Regions from separate parts of the Callithrix jacchus genome. Here region 1 is linked to region 2. A link is a contact called in public Hi-C data. All regions are on one chromosome and are shown on one strand. The core of a region is the stretch at or near the end of the contact, and the rest is flanking DNA. Distances in the headings are between cores, read along the strand shown. Region 1 holds the start of SPTB (spectrin beta, erythrocytic). Region 2 overlaps SPTB (spectrin beta, erythrocytic).

Evidence for each region. Hi-C and Micro-C count contacts between places; a contact is called where the count stands out from the background.
Region 1: a Hi-C map of skeletal muscle shows a contact between it and region 2, with 3 times the contacts expected there. The contact joins the promoter of SPTB here to the enhancer-like site in region 2. A contact is called at or near these places in 2 of 3 Hi-C or Micro-C datasets (both in skeletal muscle).

What each region holds. Positions count from the first base shown.
Region 1 is chr8:99,550,565-99,553,431 of calJac240_pri, forward strand. It overlaps SPTB (spectrin beta, erythrocytic), which reads right to left and starts at 1,549. Exons shown (of 37, transcript XM_078335109.1): 1 at 1,322-1,549.
Region 2 is chr8:99,428,947-99,431,646 of calJac240_pri, forward strand. The region is part of intron 33 of SPTB (spectrin beta, erythrocytic); the gene reads right to left. Among named protein-coding and RNA genes, the nearest start is that of PLEKHG3, 60 kb to the left of the region's middle. Within about 2 kb of position 1,350, at least 9 of the 16 cell types and tissues checked have an H3K27ac peak or open chromatin away from gene starts, as enhancers often do. A contact at or near this core is called in skeletal muscle, where this site is marked.

The sequences.
Region 1 (2,867 bases), core at 299-2,798, 120 kb after region 2:
GAACCTAGGACTCAGAGCAAAAGAATAAAAGTTGAATGCTGAAATAAGAAATGACCTGCCTTGGTTTATAGTGGGGGAAGGGGTGGGCGAAGAGGGAATTCTAGAATAAAATTCAGAGCCATCTGTGAAGCTAAGGATAGGACAGTGGACAGTTGAGCGGTGCCTAAAATCTTTGATTTGCAGACTCCTCTCATTAGGGAGCCGCCTGAATCTCTTTCCTTAGAAACTGAAATACGGATCGGATCGTGACTATCTCCAGGCAGGGGTTTTGCATGACTGCCTCCTACCTGGAGGTGACAGCCTAGTCTCTCCCCATAGAAATTCTCAGTACAAAAAGACTGTCACTATATTCTCTCCGTCCCCCAATCTGATGTATCTAAAATTTAAATTTACAAAAACAGTGGCTTCTTTTCATTTTCCTTACTCCTGGCAACTCTAATTGCTCATTGAAAACAGTGGTTTGGATATTAATAGGCTATAACTCAAGGCCCTACCTGAAGCTCGTTGTCAGGGAAACAGTACTCCAGCCCCGCAGCTGCTTTCCCAGCCTGGGAAGTATGGATGAGTTGGTGGGAGTTGGGAATTGTTTCACAGCTTCTGTTATTTCTCCCACTTTCTGCTATTTCTCAAGACCAGGTTAGAGGAAGAGGGGAAACTGGAGAGGAGGGTGAAGGTAGAGAAGGCTGGAGAAGCTTAGAGGAGGAGAGGAACTAACTCTTTAGGAGAGGAAGGCTGGAGGTCCTTGAAGTACCGCCTGGGGCTAGGATCTTTCCTCCCTCGGTCTACACGGGGTCACTCTCCGCGTGGTTCCCAGCGCCCTGAGGCCCAGCCCCCTCCGCTGCCCTGACCTGTCCCTTCTGCCTGGGCGCTGGGCGGCCTGGGAAGCGCTCAGCCAAGTTCCCCAGAAAAGGGATATGAGCGGCCCCAGAGCTGAGAAAGCCAGACAGAAAAAGGCAGACAGCAGCGCGGCGGTCGGACAGGCTAGAGGCGCAAAATCCCCTTCGCTCCCAGGCTGGGGTCCTGGAGGAGGCGAACGAGAACCCGAACCCCATCACTCTATCCCTGCGCCCTGGGGTGACGGACTCTCCGGGATCCGGCTCTCCAAAGCTAGCACCAAGTGCCTCGGAAGCCTGCGCGCGTTCCCGTGTCCCGGGGTGATCTTTGCCGCAGCTGCCGGGCCTCCCGGGCCCCGCACCCCTCCCACCTCACGCCTGGTACACGAGCCCCCCGGGCCCAGCGCTCCTCTGCGCTGACGCCGCGCGTCCCAGCCCTGCGCACCCGCACCCAGTTCCCTCTGTCGCCAGGCCCTCCTAGGACTCACCTGCGCTGGGACTGAAGTGGCGGCCACCTCGAGCCCGGGGGCGGCGGCGGCGGCGCAGGGGGAGGAGGGCAGCGCGGGGCTCCTGGCACAGCGGCCGCCGGGCGCCTGGTGCTGCCGAGCCGCGGACCCGCCCAGAGATATAAATAACATTATCTGAGGAGGGACATTCCTGCTGGGGGACATCGCTGCTGCCGGGACCAGATAGTCCCGCGGCGGGGGCGGGGAGGCGGGGCCGCAGCCTCCCGCAGCGCCAGGCCCAGCCCCCGCCTTCTCCACCCACTCCCGCACCTGCCAATCAGCCTCCGCGCCGGGGGGCACCTGCCGGGCCTTAGCCCGACTCCTGGATCCCGCCTCTGCCTCCCCGCCCGCCGCTGAGCCCGGGGAGCCTCCATCGTCGCTCACCTCCCTTAACCCCGCGCCTCCCCGAGCCCCCTGCGGCGAGAAAAGGGTTGGACTCCGTAGCTCGGGCCTAATTCGTGCGCCCCGAGCGGCGAGCCTAGTGGCGAAAACCAGCCCTCCAGCCTTTCCCGCCCTGCATCCCCACTGCACACAGTTGGGTTTTTTAAATACACGAAAAGACACTCTTAGGCCGTAGGGTGGGCGCGGCGGGCATCCGGACGCTGCTCCCCCGCCGTCGCGGGTTTGGGAGGAACAGATTGTTCCCGGGGGCTGGTGCATTAGAAAGCGCGCTCCCGGGCGGGCTTTTTCCCTCTGGCTGTGAGAGCAGACGCTGGGAGGGCAGGGGGCGGGCACTTGGCCCTAAGCCCCCACCCCCAGTCCGAGCTCGGTGTAGCCGTTTCTGCCCGCAGACCTAGTGTAGTTAGGACGAACCAGGCAAAGCTGGCGGCGCGCAGCCCGCAGTTCCAAGGCGCTCTCACATTGCAGGGACTGTACTCAACAGGCAGGCTGCCACACCTGCCCACTGGCACCTCCTGGCCGGCCGGGGTGTCTGGGCGAGTGGGGGTGCCTCACTGCAAGCCTGGATGAGGTACAGCGCAGCAGGCCAGAGGAAATACTAGAACCGATGGTGTCAAAGAGAAAAGGCATCTCCGAGGAGCCCCCGGAGACAGACTCACAGAACATGGGCAGCTTGCAAGGCAGTCTATTTTCTTGACTTTCTAACGATACAAGGTCATTGTTCAGTAAGGTTTACCTGTACGTCTTGTGGTAGCTTTCATCTCTTTTCTCCACCTGCGGTGCCTGGGATGATTTCTCACCAGCTATCAACACAGGCAATCTCAGGTATTACGGAAATTACCATCGAGATTAAAAGCGCATAGATGCAGAAAGAAGTTTTAACTTTTACTGATGCTGCCTGGTGTTCTTAACAAGGGAACAGTATTACTCCTGAGTTATTTGCTTGGGAGTATAATTGTGCTGTTTTCAGGAATTCACCCAGGAAAGGGGTGTTTAATTGCCAGATGTTCGAGTTTAGTTTATATATTGAACATATGCAAAGATACTTCGCTTCCTGCTGCAGTCCCACTTCCTTTTTTTTTTTTCTTTCTTTCTTTTTTCTTTTTTTAGATGGGGTTTCACCATGATG
Region 2 (2,700 bases), core at 100-2,599:
AACCTCTGCCTCCTGGGTTCAAGTGATTCTCCTGTCTCAGTCTCCTGAGTAGCTGGGACTACAGGTGCCCACCACCACGCCTGGCTTTTTTTTTTCTTTTTGAGATGGAGTTTCGTTCTTCTGTCCAGGCTGGAGTGCAGTGGCGTGATCTTGGCTTACCGCAACCTCCACCTCCTGGGTTCAAGCATTTCTCCTGTTTCAGTCTCCTGAGTAGCTGGGACTACAGGCATGCGCCACCACACCCAGCTAATTTTTGTATTTTTAGTAGAGACAGGATTTCTCCATGTTGGTCAGGCTAGTCTGGAACTCCCGACCTCAGGCGATCAGCCTGCATTGGCCTCCAAAGTGCACAGGGGACTGCACACAGACGACAAACTCCCCAGGCTCCCGGGAGAAACACAACCTGGCTCGGGACCACAGGGTCACCATAGGCACGAACCACCATGCCCGGCTGATTTTTGTATTTTTTAGTAGAAATGGGGTTTCACCATATTGGACAGGCTGGTCTCGAACTCGTGATCTTGTGATCTGCCCTCCCAAAGTGCTGGGATTACAAGTGTGAGCCACCATGCCCCGCCTCTGTGTTCTTACTAAATCCTGCTGCAAGAGGGGAGACTTGTGTCCTCACTCCAGAGGAAAGCACCTGTCCGATGCAGTTTAGTCTAAATGAGATGATCCTGGCTTATGTGAAAAACATGGCTGATTGACAGAGGCAGCACAATCATGTCAGAGCTGGAAGAGGGGCTTGAGACCAGACAAGACCCCAAAACTGGATGCGTCAGGCAAACAAAGAGTGCTGGTGACTGTGGGGTGCCAGGAGCTGGCCATTCTGGCAGCCAAGTGTTGCCCTCTCCCGATGTCGGATGTCTGAGCTCTTGTCCTCTTGGTGAGAAGGGCTGTCACTGGGTAGGTTGGAAAGGCTGTTCAGAAGACAGTTGTTTGCAAGAGAAGAAAAATAAACAGTTTGTTGAGCTGAGGGCAGCCAAAGAGATGAAGAGATGGCAACTTAAGCTAGGCAGAGACAGATGCCTTAAAGGAGAAAGCAGAGGCTGTTGCTGAACAGGAGGAAAGAGCAGGGCGGGGAGCTGAGGCTGGGAATGCATGGTGAGCAGTGCCCTGGATTGAAGGCTGAGGGATGGGGAGGGGCTCTTATGAGAAGTGGAGTAGGGGAGCAGTGCAGTACAACACTGCACCCCAGAGTCCAGCTGTCTGTCCGAGACGGCAACTAGGGGAGCGGGCAAGACAACAGGAAAGGATGCAGGGCAGAAGGCCACCCGGTAAAGTGAATGGAAGGGAAGGGGAATGGCAGTGTGCAGGGTCCCCTCGGACGGAAAGGAGAAACCTGGTCCACTGTCACCAGGGCATGAGAAGAGAAGGAAGCTTGCTCGGGAGCTGTCTTCACTGTGCCCACCACCTTTGTGGCCTCTTCAGGTCCCTGGCCTGGAGGAACTGCTGGCTGCTTAGTCACTCGGTGGCCCTGAGCCAGCCACTCAGCATTAGAAAGACTAGATAGAGAGAGTTAGAAGATGCTGACTCCCCCATCCAGATCTGCCACCCAGTGGTCACGTCATCCACTTCAAATCCATTTCTGAGATGCCTCCAATGTTAACTGAGTCTCATCTGGAGGCCATCAGTGTCTAGGATGTTCTGAAACACAGCTTGAAAGGGAGAACTCAGAAAGAGTCTTCAGAGCAGAGGGGCCAGGAATATTCAATCTGACCACAACAAAGAGAAAGGGACATGGCCAGCAACAGGCAGGTGTCCAGACAGAGCCTACAGCAGGTTTCTCTAGGGAGCCAGGCGCAGTGCCAGTGTGCAGGCAGACACACCCCTGCCACGCTGACTCAGGCATCCAGGGTAGACAGGGACACGCCCAGGTTTTGGGGAAAAGTGACGTTGTTTCCAGCTGGGTCTGCCCATTAACAAGCATAGGATTTGCATTCGCCACAAAATGTCTGAAAGAGTAGCAGGAAGACTGGGAGAGCTTGTTCAGGCGAGAAGAAACACAGCTGCTGTCTCCACACCCACATCCCTTCCATCCAAGGACATCAGAGCCCCGCCCACTGGCCGCTGATGAAAGCTCCCGGCTGCCTGCCAGGGAGGCTGCTGCTGGGGGAGGTGCCCAGGTTGCCAAGGGGGAACAGCAGCTGGAGCCAGCCAGACACCGGCCAAGAGGTGGTCCTGGCTGCAAGTCCAGTGCCTGCTCAGGCCCTCGGCACTTGCCCTGACATTCGGAGTGCTGTTACTTCCCTGAAGCCACATAAACCTTTAATTCTGTGGAAATGGAGAGGCAAGGGACTAGGAGTCTCAGCTCCCATGTTTAGCCCTAAGAAGATGTTCAGTCCCTTTCTCCAGGGCAGCTGGCTGCACAGGCAGTGCTGGAAGGCCACGCGAAAGAATGGCATCTATGAGGTGCCCTTGGGGAAGAGAGCTTTCCCTGATTTCCTGATGAGAAGGCTGATAAGGAGGAGCACCCAGCAGCTGCTTTCTGGAGTGGCCTGGCATCCCAGGGTCCCCTCTGCACTCCAGCCTGGATGTAGCCTTGGGGCTTGGAGGCCGGCAAGGTATGCTTATCCCAGACAGTGAGCCCCAGCAAAGGCGATTAGGAGCACCAATCCCTTTTAGGGATGTCATGCATGGCGTCACCGCAGCCCTGCTAAGAGAGTTCTCAGAGCAGTTCCCGATTCACTTCCCAAAACT